Regions from separate parts of the Ovis aries genome. Here region 2 is linked to region 1. The links are chromatin contacts, called in public Hi-C maps. All regions are on one chromosome and are shown on one strand. Each heading gives the region's core, a stretch centred on a gene start, on an enhancer-like site or on the middle of the called end of the contact. The rest is flanking DNA. Distances are from core to core; before and after follow the strand shown. Region 1 overlaps LOC101106088 (guanylate cyclase soluble subunit beta-2-like). Region 2 has its middle 36 kb from the start of C10H13orf42.

Region 1 (7,442 bases), core at 2,472-4,971:
GTTAATGGAAAGCTTTCCTGCACTGTTGCAGGCAAGTACTGATTTGTCGGTACTTTCATTGGCCAGCAATTTGCTTTACTTCTCTTAAGATGTTAAGGTGGGGACTTCCTGGTGGTCTGGTGGCTAGGACTCCACACTCCCAAAGCAGGGAGCCTGGGTTCAATCCCTGGTCAGGGAACTAGATCCCACATGCTGCAATTAAGACCCAGCACAGCCAAAAAGATGTGGTAATAGAATATGCACATACATAGAGTCACCATACATACGTTACCTGAGAGTTTGCTTAATACATAAATACACACACACATTTTTTGGAAGAGCTGGGTCAAAACCAATTCTGATTTTGCCAATCACAATCACTTTGAAATAGTCACAATCACAAGATTATAATATTTTCAAGTGTGTTAAAGAGAAGGAAAGGTAAAACCAATTCCTTTTTAATCAGAGGGTTTTGAATTGTTTTCTATCATCAGTTGATGGCCACAAATTTTGAATGGTTTTCTAAATGTGTTTTGATATTTGGGAAGCTAAACGGACTAATGATTTTATGCATGTGTGTAAATTTCTGATGCTCATTAATCGCAGGCAAATTCATAGACTATTCAGGTTCAAGTAATTATCCCTGGAAATTTGGGCGTCTTGACCTTTCAAAATGGCACTTGAGAAACTGTTAGAGGCTTCTCTGTAAACTGATAGTGCTTTTGGTCAAATGCTTAATTTAAAAAAACTTCTTGATGTGTGAAAAACTTATAATGACAGTTTTCTTTGTGGCAGGATACACTAATAATTCATCACAGACGTTAGCCAGTTGAATCACATTAGTTATGACAATATATTTTGAGGCAGCCTCTTGATTTACTTCTTGATTTAAAATTTTTGAAGTTCCTGATTTTTAATTGGTTTTCCCATTTTCTTTGCTCTGATTTTTTTCCTTTTAGTTTGCTAGTGCTCATCAGGCCTTCCTGTGATGGGGGTGGTTCAGTCTGGCCGGTTCCACCCACAAGATGATATTCTCCTTGCTTTGTTGAGCTCCTGAGAGGTCCATTTCTTGAATAATTTGTGACTTTGGTCTCCTTTTTGCTTGTCAGTCATGTTTTCAACCCTTTTAAATTCAGGCCTTTATTGAAGAAGATACTTTAATGATGTTTTTCATTCCTGCAATGCAAGTTTATAAGAGTATTTCCAAACAAATGTGTTCAATAGAGATGAAGAAAGTCAAACTAGCTTTTCTGTAAGCGGAAATTTTTTCCTGACGAAGCTAATGCCCTAAATGATTTCGGATCTCCTTAAAAGTTTTTCTACCCGTGAATAAGGTAAAACAAGTCACGATTGGACTGGTGTTTATTAGTCGCTGGCAAACTAGTGGACGTTTCTGGACATGCCCTGCTTTATTTGATTGATATATTCTATCATGGGACCTCATTGGCATTTGTTGATCTGAGAAGGCATTAGAGATTCCCACATAAACCTATTTTATTTATTTTATCTTATGCTTAGTTTACAAGATGCCTTTTATAGAAGATAAAATGTCCTTCCTTTTTCTCAGTTCCCGTTGGCATCAGCCTAGCCTAGTCCAAGGTCATGACGTAGTGGGGGGAACTCACAGGCTGTGAAGTCCAGAGCCTCAGACCAAAGCCTGCTCGGAGTTTTTTCCTCCAGGACACTGAAGAGCAGCTAGGATTTGGGGACACCTGACTTTTTGGTAATATGGTTCATTCCAATCCGGTCTGGGACACATTGAGCAGTAAATCTTACTGCATGTTTCAGGCTCCAAACTAACCATTTGTTTAAACAGCTGGATATTTTAGGGGGAAAATTCAACGTCTTTTTTTTTTTAGGTCTCTCCTGTGTGTGTATGTGTGTGTGTTAGTCACTCTGTCATGTCCGACTCTTTGCAACCCCACGGACTGTAGTCCGCCAGGCTCCTCTGTCCCTAGGATTCTCCAAGAAAGAATACTGGAGTGAGTCACTCCAACTCTATGCATGTGATGTAGGTGCTTTCTAAGGGTGCACGAGCTATTGTGTGTTATTGATGTGTTAGGAAGGTACAAACCACTGGCCAAGAGCTAAGACCAGAGTCGGGCAGGGCCAGAAGTGAAGCCCAGTTCTTAACTCTGTGCCCATTTCCCCATCTGTAAAATGTGGGTAATCGTGGACCTACCTCACACACACAGGATCGTACTGGTGCCCAGCAGTAACAATTACTGGCCCAGCAGCCACCACGATGATGTTACCACCATAGTTTCCTGCATAAGTGCCTGTGTTTAACGCTGCCTATTGACCAGAAGCTACTCCATCAGGTAGACGCCAGGCCATGACCAGCCCCTCTTCTCCTTAAGCCCACTACAGCCCTCTGTACACGGGAAGCCAAACAAGAGAAAATACTGCAAGGCTTTGCACTTGGAAGCTGGAAAACAGATGTGCAGAGCAGCTCCTCTGTTTCAATTGCACATGTGACGGGTGGGCTGATGGCGCCTTTACAAGGATGAGTTAAGTGGTTCGTTGACATATCATTATCACATTTTGAAGTTAAACCGCCACGGGATCCATGAACTCTCATCATGCAGTTAATTATTCCTGGATTTCTCTGCGCTCTTGAAACATATTCTGTTTATTTAACCATCCCCTGGGAGTGCGGGCTGCCTTTGTCCCCATGACACAGCCAGTGGTGTAAAACCCCTGCATCTGTCAGAATTCTGTGTGTGCAGCGTAATTGCCTGATTTCCATTTGAAAGTACAGCCCTGACGTTACTACCGCATAGACCCACCAATGATCACAGTGATGTCCCGACACCTACAAGGGGACAGGGGTGCGGGGGTGGGGGGGGGGCCTGATGCCATAACAAATGCGCACCAGATGAATGCTCGCCTTCAGATGGACCAGGTCTGAGTTTACAGCTGCAGATGAAGTGTGCCTTGGGAACAACAACAAAAAAAGAAAAGACTAAAGAAAAAGAAACCAGCAGATTAGCATCAGCGTGAGTCTGGTGGAGCCAGATGGCTCTCTGTGGAAACGGATCTTTCCCGCCCTCTTCCAGTAACCCCGACCAGCAGACAGTGAGCGTGCTAAGAGGAGAGAAAAATGATCTCACGCCTCAGCCAGGCACACGATTCGCCTTCTTTCTCTCACATACAACTCAAGCTGAAGGAAAGTTGGAAAAGAAGGGATGAAAAAAGAAGAGAGGGCGGGGGGTGCGGTGGTGGTGGTTGGGTTGCACTGAAGAATAAACTGGTCAGAGCCCAGAGGAGGGTGAGGTGCCAGCTCCCTGGCCAGGCTGGGGCTTCGGAAAGGCAGGCTCAGATGTCCACAGAGGGGACAGCCACGCCAAGGCGTGGGAGGTGGGAGAGACCCCTGGCACATTGTTAGCCCCTCTGCACACACCCACCAACTTGTCCACAGGGGCGTGGTGTGTAAGAGGCTGGAGGTGGGTTTAAAAGCGGTGGGATTAAGCTGTGTGCTCCCTTGGGAAGGACAGTGGATGGTGTTTTCAAATTTTTGCAAAGTCACTTCAATCGTATCCAACTCTTTGCGACTCTCTGGACTGTAGCCCACTGGCCAGGCTCCTCTGTCCATGGCATGAAGACCAGAATGGGTTGCCATGCCCTCATATCCACCTCTCTCTGAGGGCTGGAGGCCAGACTTTGTAATAGTCCTTGACCTGCCGGACAAGGTCGAGGAGAGCTGGATCAGAGACCTGGGATTCCAGTCCATGGCATCCTGGGAAAGGGGCTGGAAAACCAGACAGGGTTACTGGGGAAAAGGAACCTTTCACAGGTTGTGGGTGTGGGGGGGGGGCCTCCAGAGTCACTCCACCTCCCCGGCTTAGCAGAGCATTCGCTGCTCATAAACAGAAGTCTTACCTGCAGTGACAACCAGACCTCGGACTGCTGGCCACGAGGCGGGCCACCAGCTGTTGGTGCCCACACACAGCCCTGGCAGGGGCCAGTGGGTGCAGGCATCCCGCCAGCTAATCTAATGTGCCCTCTGAGCAAGTGTGCACACACCCCCAGCCTGGCACCAAGGGCTCCAACCCAGAAAGAATGCTCCCCTGGGAGTGGCAGGGGCTCACAGTCAGCCTGGCGAGGTTTCCTGGGCACCCGAAGTTTGTCTCCACCAGTGTTCACTCCGAAGAATAAATAGTGGGCTCCAGGAGAGGCCAAATGCAGACTGTAGTCAGTCGGTTACAGCTGGAGAAGATTACCTTGATCATAATAAACATGGAACAAAATCCACCCCATTTTCAGCCAGGGCTGGGACACCTGCTTTGCCATTTCTGGCAGCCTTCGGTGGAGCTGAGCAGTAAACTGGCATAGTCTGTCTGGGCCAAGGGGGCAAAGCGAGCTGCCAGCTGGGAGCTGGGGCCGCAGGCTCCAGCTTTTCTCCTTCCGAAAACAAAACAAAAAACCACTACTCAACCAAGCAACCGTTTTGCCCTTCATCTCTCAGGCAATGCTACCACCTAACCATGTTCCTAGTTCTAGGCAGGTTTCTCTCCCTCACAACTGGGCTGAAGGATTTTGAAAAAAAAGCACACAGGGAAAGTCACAGGAATCACAAGGTGGATCCGCTCTCCTTGGCCCCACTTGAGCAAGAAGACCACTCAACGGGAGGAACATTTTGAAAATAACATTTACAGAGGGGTAACTAAATGTCAGTAACTTTAAGTGCTTTGTGGATATGTCATTAATCCTCATGACACCCCTACAATGCAGGTCCTCTGATTACTCCCATTTTACAGATGGAAACTTCAGGCACAGAGATGTTAAGCAACTTTCCCCCAACACATGCAACTGCCAAATGGTAGAGCAAGGATTCAGACTGGGCTCTACCTGGCTCCAGGGTCCACATCCTGGCTATTCTGCCTTTTTGACCTTATAGTAACACTGGAATGTGTCCCACTCAGCCAGTGCCAGCACTGTGGGCTACTGAGTCTCCCAGAGTTGACTTCCTCATCTGTCAGTCAGGGACTGGAAACCCTGGCTGCTTATGGGGTTGTTGCCAAGAGCAGAAGTAACGAGTCACATACGTGCAAGGCCAGTGCCTAGCATTTGATCGAAGGTCTATAACATGTTAGTAGTTACTGTTGTTGTGAATATCAAGGGCAGCTTTGTGCTCTTGCAGTTCACTGTGAGCTCAGTGGAGCAGCTGCCACTAACCCCATTTTACAGGTGGTGAAATTGAGGTACCAAGACATCCAGCAGCAGAGTCTGGACAAGAACCCACATCTCTCAAAGCTGCATTCAGTCTAATCCTGACTCACTGTGAACTACAGGCTGCACCCCCTATTTCTAGAAACACGATACCGCTGTCATCTAGAAGGACAGCAGAGCAAGGAATTCAGCTCTTGTCACCTTCTCTTCCCCTCCTGCTCCCAGGATTGGCAGCCACAGAAGTCAAGTCTGCCCTCCCGGAAGACAGTTAATGCCTCTGGGGACAAGTAAGGTTCTGGCAAGAATGAATCGCAAAATTCTGGGTGCCCTTCATGTGGGTTAAAAAATACTTGTCTTTTCACCAAAACCAAGGGCAGATGCAGAGACCCCTGGACCACTTCTCAGCCTCCCGCACCCCAGGCCTCCGAGAGCGTGTCCAGCGCTCACCACCACCCAGGTGTCCCCACGCCGCAGCTAGAAGCAGCAGAGGAAACGAGTCTGAAGAGGGACAAGGGACCTGGTGGGCTGGCCGCACTCTGCCTCATTTCCCCCTCTTTCCTCACTCTGCCCTTCTGGTGATTTTCACATTTTCTCCTCCCTTTTACGTTCATAAAAACCTCTGGGGAAGGCAGCTTTTATTCCATGGCTTCGTATAATTCCCAGGGCTGGGAATGAAAGTGATTTCCTTTCACAACCCCTGGCTGAGTGCCTTTCACATCCCGGCTGTGTTGTGGGGTGATTTATCAACGGCAGAGGCCAGGGCTCCTTCCCCATCCTCCCCGCTCCCGCCATCACTTAGAACAAGAGCGTGCCCACAGCCGGCTCCGAGGCCAGGGCGTCCTCTCAAGACGGCTCCGAGGCCAGGACTCGGTGGAACCACCGTGATGAGAGCCGTTTGTTCTCCTCCGAGAGAACAAACGCGGCCTGAAGTCTCCAAGTGACAGGGCTGGCTTTGAACCGAGACTGTGAAAGCATATTTTTCCAAACTTGTCAGGATCGTGTTTCATTTCTAGACCTTTATTCTCCGAGGGACAATGAGAAAGAGACACAGTTTAAGAAGTCTTGGGCTGAGAGATGAAGTTCCTTTTCTTTGTCACCATTAAACCGAGCAGGGGGAAAATGAAGCTGAGGGGTTCATGTTTCGCTGTCACAACAAAGCACAGAGGCCAGACGGCAGCGGCCCACTGGGAAGGCCGCGTGTCTCTGTCTGTGCTGAAGGCCGCGGTCTGGCTGCTGCCTCCTCGGGTTCCCGTCCCTCCACTGGACTCCCTTTGGGTGTTGACCAGTCAGAAGCTGAAACAAGACAGAGCAGTAAGCTGAACAGTTGGCCCCAGACCGATCCCCGGTCAGGGGGGTTCTGTCTGCGCCTGGCCCTGGGGTACAGTGTGGGCACCGTGGGGTTACCATACCACCTCCTGCGGCCGAGAACATCTTCCCAGTGAGGCCAGAAATGTCCATTCAGACCTCAGCCTTGTTGCTCAATTATTGCTCTAACCTGTATCACTTTGTTGGCCACTTAGCAAATCCTGGGAGAAGGAAATGGCAACCCACTCCAGTGTTCTTGCCTGGACAATCCCAGGGACAGGGGAGCCTGGTGGGCTGCCGTCTGTGGGGTCACACAGAGTCGGACACGACTGAAGTGACTTAGCAGCAGCAGCAGCAAATCCTGACTCGTGCACAGCTCTCATAAGAGCCCCAAGCCTCCAGACCTGCTGCCCCATGACTGTCTACACGAGGCCTGGGCATCACCACGCACAGGGTTCAGAGCCACGGCTGCCACTGCTCATCACTACCCTCTCCGGGCCTCGTTCGTCCTCATCTGAAAGGTAGGGAAATGCTGAAGCTGAAGCTCCAATACTTTGGCGACCTGATGCAAAGAGCTGACTCACTGGAAAAGACCCTGATGCTGGGAAAGATTGATGGCAGGAATAGAAGGGGATGAGGGAGGATGAGATGGTTGGATGGCATCACCAACTCGATGGACATGAGTTTGAGCAAACTATGGGAGACAGTGAAGGACAGGGAAGCCTGGTGTGCTGCAGTCCACGGGGTCACAAAGAGTCAAACACAAGTGCGCAGCTGAACAACAGCAGCAGTTATAGCCTCCTCCCAGAGTCGTTGTGGTAATTCAATCAGATACCTTCTATGAAGTGAGTACATCATGCCCCACACAGAGCACAAACTCGAAGATGCCAATTCTTTTTTTGAAGTGTGGGGAGCCCATGGAGGAGGTACTGGAAAAGAACCTAGGACTGTGAGCCTCAGCAAAGAGGGGGAGGGAGCAGGACTCA
Region 2 (7,442 bases), core at 2,499-4,998, 55 kb after region 1:
GAGTTCCCTTATGGCAGCTGGGGAATTCTTATAACAGATCTGAGTGTCGCCGTGTGGCCCAAGGGTTTCCCTGGTGGCGCAGATGGTAGAGAATCTGTCTGCGATGCAGGAGATCCAGGTTGGATCCCTGGGTTGGGAAGATCCCCTGGAGAAGGCAATGGCTACCCATTCTGCTCTTCTTGCTTAGAGAATTCCATGGACAGAGGAGCCTAAGAGTCAGACATGATTCACTGAGAAAGACTCTCTTGCTTCATCTCTGATGCTCTCAAGCTGTATTCCAGGGAACCCCTGTGGGTCCCTAAGATGCTTTAAGGGGCCTGTGAAGTCAAAACCATTTTCATAATAAAATGAAGATGTTACTTGCCCTTGTAACTGGTTGATATTTGTGATAATGGTGCAAAAGCATTGGTGGATAAACTATTGGTGCCTTAGTTTGAATAATAGTGGTATCAATCTGTACTAAATGGTCACTGTATTCTTCACTGCTATATATTCATGGTTTAAAAAAAGAAAAAACAAAGGTCAGGGTCACTTCAGATTGTTCTTTGTGATGCAGTAAAAAATGTCAGCTTTATTAAATCTTGGCACTGAGTCTACCTGTTCTGAACATTCTTCGTGACGCGGTGGGAAGCACGCGTACACAGAAAGCACTTTGCTGTATACAGAAGTGTAGGGGGCGCCTCAGGGAAAGCCCATCTACGATTGCTTTTGTGAGACGAATTAGCCACTTTTTTCATAGGACATCATTTCTGCTTGAAAGAACCACTGACAGACAAATAACGATTACTCAGACTTGGATATTTGGCAGACATTTTCTTAAAAAAAATTTAAAAAAGAACAAAGTTAGCTTGTCATTTCAAGGAAAATAACTGACAGAATTTGTTGCCAATGATCAAACTCAAGCTTTCAAGTGAAAATTGGAATTTTGGAAAACTTGCATCTGCTACTGTGAGCTCATTAGCTCCCCAATTCTAAGAGGCTCTGGTGGGATTGTGGTGATATTGACAAATGTGATTTTGATATTGTATAATGTACTGTATCATGTCAACATTCATAAGATCTGCATAACTCAGGGAGCTAGTAGTTTTCGAGTGACTAGTGCATGACAGCTCAAAATGATGGGACAAGATTTATTTCAAAGGGTAACACAGGCCACGGAACTTTCACTTAATGGAGTATGGACAAGGTCATTGGTGTTTGGTTTCAAGGTCACTGAAACCAAGGTCATTGGTTTCACACTCAATATTGTAACTGTGGGCTTCCGAGGTGGTGCAGTGGTAAAGAATCCTCCTGCCAATGCAAGAGAGACAAGAGACGTGGGTTCCATCCCTGGGTTGGGAAGATTCGCCTGGAGGAGAGCATGGTAACCCACTCCAGTATTCTTGCCTGGAGAATCGCATGGACAGAGGAGTCTGGTGGGCTACAGTCCGTGGGGTCACAAAGAGTCAGACAAGACTGAACACACATCCACACAGATTGTAACTGATCTTTGAGAGACGACCACTGGTGGAGCTTTGGTGAGGCTTAAATGAATCTCCACAATTACCTAAAAAGAGTATTAAAGTACTTCCTCCTATGTTTTCTTCACATCGCTCAACCAAAACCTCACATCACAACAGACAGGATGCAGAGGAGAATATTCAACTGTCTTCCAGCAATTCAAACATGAAAGGACTGCAAAAATCTAAAAACAGTGACACTTCACTCTTTAATTTTTTTATTTGAATAATGTTATTTTTCATAAACATAAATGTTATTTGTGCTGACATGTAATAAGCGTATTACATTATTAAGTAAACTAAAATTAATTTGCTCTTTTAGATGAATTTATGAGCAGCCATTTTTTAAAATTTCTCAATTTAAATTTCTAATATGGTAAATACTAATAAATAAACAAAAGTTCTTGGGGTTTTCGACTGTTTTTAAGAGCAAAAAGGTTACCTAGCCCACTGTATAACACATGGAACTCTGCTCGATGTTATGTGGCAGCCCAGATGGAAGGGGAGTTTGGGGGGGAATGGATACGTGTATATGTATGTCTGAGTACCCGGTACTTTTACGGTACCTAGCACAATCTGAAAGATTTTCGTTTCATTAATTTTTTATTTACTTGTTTATATTCTGCCACCCCACCCTGGAATACATATTCCTAGAGAACAGAGCCCTCATCTATTTCCTTGATCACCATTCCCAAGGCTGGGAATTCTGGCTGGCACATACTAAGGACTAAATGAATATTGTTGAGTAAATAAACATGCCCAAGTCAAACAGCTAGTAAACGATCTAGGCAAAAAGTAAAAGTTTATATGACTCCAAGGAACTTACTCTTCTTAATCTATTAGTTGCTTCTCACTGTTAAGTCTTGGTAAAGGTTTTAGCCAGGAGGTTATGAAAGAGTGGTTCATGATTAGAAATCTATAAATCTAGGGTATATGAGAGAGCGATAATGGAGACAACGAGGAGAAACATCTGTTTCTGATTATTTCAGACAAAGTAAAATTTATGTCGTTAAGTCTGGAGACATACTTCATTTTACCTGATCATTGCTTCTTAAAATTTGTCTAGGAATTGATGGGGTTTTCTTTTTTTGCTATAATTCTATTTTAAAAGCACCAGGGAACTTGTTATTTAAATGTAGCCTGAAGGAGATATTTGCACGCAAATAATCTTGCCTTAATTTGCACTTGATGAGTTGAGTTTTCTGCACTACAGTTTTTTTTTTTTTTATGAGTTATATGCAATTTTTGTTGGGGGCTGAGCTTGTTAGATAGACTTTTTGCTTTTGGTTTAAAGATGCCTTTCCAATGCGATCACATAGGTGTCTAGTGCTCAAACACATCCTTTGAGACTTCAAGATTAAAGAGGTGAAATCTAGCAACACAGACCTGGGATATGGCCCCACCTGGTTCTCTGTCCTTGGACACATTCCTCTGATTGCCTGGCACCTTTCCTCACCGCTTGTTCAAATATCTCAGTCACCTTCCTGTAGATACCAGGGCAGCCTGCTTGTTTGGGATGCTGTGAGGAGTGCCCTTCTGGGGCAGGAAGAAAAAATGTACCATTTACAGTGAGGTCACACCAAAGGTGGAAACTGGGAGAAAAGTTTCTTGTATAGCATCTACTTGCTATACATATGGGAAGCTGGTTTTCTCCCCTCTAGATTTACAGAGATATGTTGAGTATCTCAACCAATCAAAGCCCTGATATTTAATAGCTGGTCATGCTATATCTGTTCCATACATAGGGGAAGGCAAGAGGCATTCCGTAGGGGCCTCCCTGGAGGCTCAGTGGTAAAGAACCCACCTGCCAATGCAGGAGACATGGGTTCAATCCCTGATCTGGGCAGATTCCACATGCCTCAGAGCAACTAAGCCTGAACCACGACTATTGAGCCTGTGCTCTGAAGCCCGTGAGCCCTAGAGCCCAGAAGAAAAGCCACCGCAATGAGAAGCCTTCGCACCGCAACTAGAGAGCAGCCCCCACTTGCTGCGACTAGAGAAAAGCCCGTGCGGCAAAGACCGCCCAGCATAGCCCAAAATAGGCAGCTAGCAAATAGAAAGAGGCCTTCTCTAAGCAGCACCATTCAGCTGCCTGTCACAGGCAGACAGCACCTTGCTGGCTTATCTCCACTGATGCCTAACTGCTCCCGCTATTTCTGGTCATTTTCAGTTACTTCCTGAACCCTGCCCACTCTCTTAGTCAGGATAGATTCCTCTGGGCCAACCAGTCGAGCGAAGGCTCAGACGGTACAAGGTTCACAGTCAAAAATCGATCAACAAAAGCTTGTCCTTCCCTCCCTGTCCCAGGCTGGTCACTGGCGGGTATGGGGGATCCTTCAGGCAGGTCTGGACAATGGGTGTTGGGGAGATCAGTCTGGAGACAGAAGCAGAGGCAACGCCATCCACCGAATGATGCTCATTTTGGGAGCCAGGTTTCCTCTGGGCAGAGCAGACACCCTAGAGGAACGTCTGCCTCTTCCAGATGGAAGGCAGGGTCATCCGACCAGCGGTAAAGTGGCGCCTGTGAATGTCACATATAACCTGACCCAGCGCAGCACCTGGATTCTGGAGGGGGAATCACACCTCCTGGGCACCTATTATGTACTTTGGGGTACCTTAGGAGACCCTAAAAGACAGGGTCTTCACCTTTTATCATGAGTTTCAGAGAAGTGAAATGGCCTGCCCCAAGCAGCAGAAAGTGAATGTTAGTGCTCTGTCGTGTTCAACTCCTTGGGACATTATGGACTGGAGCCCGCCAGGTTTCTCTGTCCATGGGATTCTCCAGGCATGAATACTGGAGTGGGTTGCCATTCCCTTCTCCAGGGGACCTTCACAACCCAGGAATCGAACCCAGGTCTCCTATATTGTAGGCGGATTCTTTACCATCTGAGCTATCGGGGAAGCAGCAGAGCCAGGACTCAGTCCAGTCCAGTGGGAGGCAAACCCTACCTCCCCTGGTCCTCTCCCCAGCCCACCGAGCACCCGCCTCTGGAACACAGTGAGCATCGGCTCCTATCACACAGTTTACATCTGTTCAGTGCTCGCCGCTGACCAGGCACTCTTTTTCTAAGTGTCTTGCTTGCATTATCTCATTTAACCTGTCAAACAACCCCTACGAGGTTAGCTACTTTTTTTTTTTTTTGATGTTGAAACACCTAGGTCACATCCAGGTGCATCTGGGCTTCAACTCTAAGCATTGTGGCCTCAGAGCCCCTGCTGAAACTGACCTTGACTTCCTGGGACATGCAGCCACACCCTTGAGAGTGCAAACCCCTCTCCCCGGAGTTGGTTCCTACCCACCCCTCCCGGCAATGTCCACCCGATGTTCTCTGTGCTCACCACCTGTCCTAGGGCTGGCCACGCCCTGGCAGGCAAAGGGGGCAGGGCTGTGGTGTGTCTACCCCCGTCCGGCTATGGCAGAGCAAATGATACCAGTTTCTGTCTGCCTTGGGCCTTGGACAGTAGTCCCCATGTCCGAGGTATACAGGCAATTTCTACAGACTACAAAACCATCCAGGCAAAATGGCTTATCTGAGTCATTCATCCTCCAGTGTTTTCCACAGAACCAGGCATTCTACAGGAGCTCAGGAAAACCAAGTTTACAGAAATGCGCCTTGCTTTTCACTCAGACAGGTCTTTCCTAGTAGCTCACCCACTAAAGAATCCGCCTGTAATGCAGGAGACTCAGGTTTGATACCTGGCTCAGGAAGATCCCCTTGCAAAGGGAATGGCTACTGACTCCAGTATTCTTGCCTGGGAAATCCCATGAACAGAGGAGCCTGGTGGCTCAATCAGACATGACTGAGTGACTAACATCCTCACCCAGACTCTTGTTATGAACCGAAATCTGTGTTGCCAGTTGCTCGCCCTTGCTTCAGGCAGCGTGGCCGATTAGAAAGAGGAGCTTTCACAGTCACAGGTCTGGGTTTGAGTCCCAGTCCTCGTACTTAACCTTGTGACCTCCGGCAAGTTTCCTTCTGGACGAAATGAGATAAAAACCTGCTTTGTAGTGTTCTTATTGGGCTACTAGGATCAGTTGTGGTAGAGGTCCGGCCCAAAGCAGGGGCTAATCTAAGACTATTCTTTTCCTTCCTCTTCTTACTGAGTTCACCCTTTACAATGTAACAGCATTAAAAACAAAAAATCTTCAAATATTTTTGTTCCCAAGACAGGTTAGTGTTACAGTAACTTGGTCAAGTCTGACTCTTTGTGACCTCATGTACTCTAGCCCCAGACTCCTCTGTCCATGGAATTCTCCAGGCAAGGCAGCTGAAGGGGCCCAAAGGGAGCACTTCAAGCGTCTGACATTTCGTCTTGGCTCTGTTGCCCACTTGCTGCGCAGTCTTGGGCAAATTCCCTAACCTCTCTGGGCCTTGGTTTTCTCAGCTGTAAAAATGAAGAGATCTGGGCTAGATGACCTCTCCAGCACCCTCCAGTCCAAGCATTCTCTGATCATAATTACGTAAGTGTTCCTCTCGAAATACTTGGAAATGAGTTTTCTTGGCCTATATAGTCCAAAGCCCAGACTTGCAACACTCTAAGCGAATTACCCCAGGGATGCTGTGGGAAATGGCTCAGGCAGCCTTTCCCTAAATGAGGGGGTCAGGGCACACGTGTGAGCAGTGTGTGGTCAGAGGGGCTGAGGCTGTGGGGCCCACTGGGCCCCTCCTCAATTCAGCCTCCTGCTTGCAAGACTCCTGAATTCTCAGCTCTATCTAATTATTTCCTTTGTAAAATGTGGGTAGGAGTGAGGAAAGATTGCACTAAGCATTTTCAATGGTTTTTACATTACAAAAGCAATGAAAAAATGTAGGTATTAGGGAAAAAGTCAGTCTTACGGCATTTCATCTTTCTAATTCAATTAGTATGAATAATTCGTTATTTTGTTCTTTCTCTTTTTTCATTTGCGTCGTTTATTCAGTGGTTATGTAAATTTTGTCTTGCTTGGGGAGGCTTTTTGTTTATTTGTTGTTTGTTGTTTTTACTTACACTGTTGTAAAATCTTACAAGTTGCTTCATGATCTTTGTTATTATCTGAATAATGGTACATGTTTCTTTTGCCATTCCACTTGTTAGTTGTTTTCGACCATCTAAAGGATTTTTTTTCTTTTATTATTTATAAATGTAAGGCTGTGTTACATATACAGGCACACACACGCATATACATGTGCGTCTCTAAGGGAATCAATTCTCAAGAATAAAATTACTACTTCAAAAGATCTCCTCATTTTCATAGTTCTGGTACATGTTGTCAAACTGCTTTCCCAAAGGATTGCACTAATTTAAAATGCTATCAGCAATTACCCATTTTGCTGCATCTTAACCAGAATTGGTAATTATCATTTAAAATTTTGGGCGATTTAATAGGCAGAGCAGCGCCTAATTTTTTTCATTTTCATGCCTTTGAGTAACTGAGGAAGCTAATAATTTTTCCAGATTTTTCCGTTCTTCCCTCTTCATAAGACCAGGAGATTTCTGAGACCCCATTCAACCCTATCCCCTGATGTTTTAAAGCTGGAGCCTCCAAGAAAGTGGAAGAGCTGCCCAAGATTACAGGAATCAGACAGGAGGCTATATGGCCGAGTAAATAACAGTGTTAAGGGACAGAGGCAGAGAGGAAAACTGTAACAGTTATCTAAAGAAAACCTAAGGAGAGATTCTGGCTACATTTAAAAAGGGGGTATTACCCCCTCTTCTGTGGGATTTCAGCAGCTCCATTTATGTGCCATGCGAATAACGTAGATGTTTTCTCTTCTGTGATTAAAAACAGCTAACTCATTCATGAAATAAAAGCTAACACTGAAGCTGCAATACTTTGATGCAAAGAGCCAACTCACTGGAAAAGACCTTGATGCTGGGAAAGACTGAGGGCAAGAGGAGAAGGGGGTGACAGAGGATGAGATGGTTGGATGGCATCACAGACTCAATGAACATGAGTTTGAG

The links. A called contact is a pair of places that touch in the nucleus more often than the background predicts.
Region 2: a contact with region 1 is called in a Hi-C map of liver, with 2.3 times the contacts expected there. The contact joins two enhancer-like sites. A contact is called at or near these places in 8 of 16 Hi-C or Micro-C datasets (hypothalamus, liver, mixed tissues and 4 more).

Annotation. Positions count from the first base shown.
Region 1 is chr10:20,764,155-20,771,596 of ARS-UI_Ramb_v3.0, forward strand. LOC101106088 (guanylate cyclase soluble subunit beta-2-like) reads right to left here. Exons shown (of 16, transcript XM_042254753.1): 16 at 6,148-6,444. The coding sequence ends at 6,299. Among named protein-coding and RNA genes, the nearest start is that of RNASEH2B, 89 kb to the left of the region's middle. Within about 2 kb of position 3,722, at least 6 of the 54 cell types and tissues checked have an H3K27ac peak or open chromatin away from gene starts, as enhancers often do. A contact at or near this core is called in liver, where this site is marked.
Region 2 is chr10:20,819,478-20,826,919 of ARS-UI_Ramb_v3.0, forward strand. No RefSeq gene overlaps it. Among named protein-coding and RNA genes, the nearest start is that of C10H13orf42, 36 kb to the right of the region's middle. Within about 2 kb of position 3,749, at least 3 of the 54 cell types and tissues checked have an H3K27ac peak or open chromatin away from gene starts, as enhancers often do. A contact at or near this core is called in liver, where this site is marked.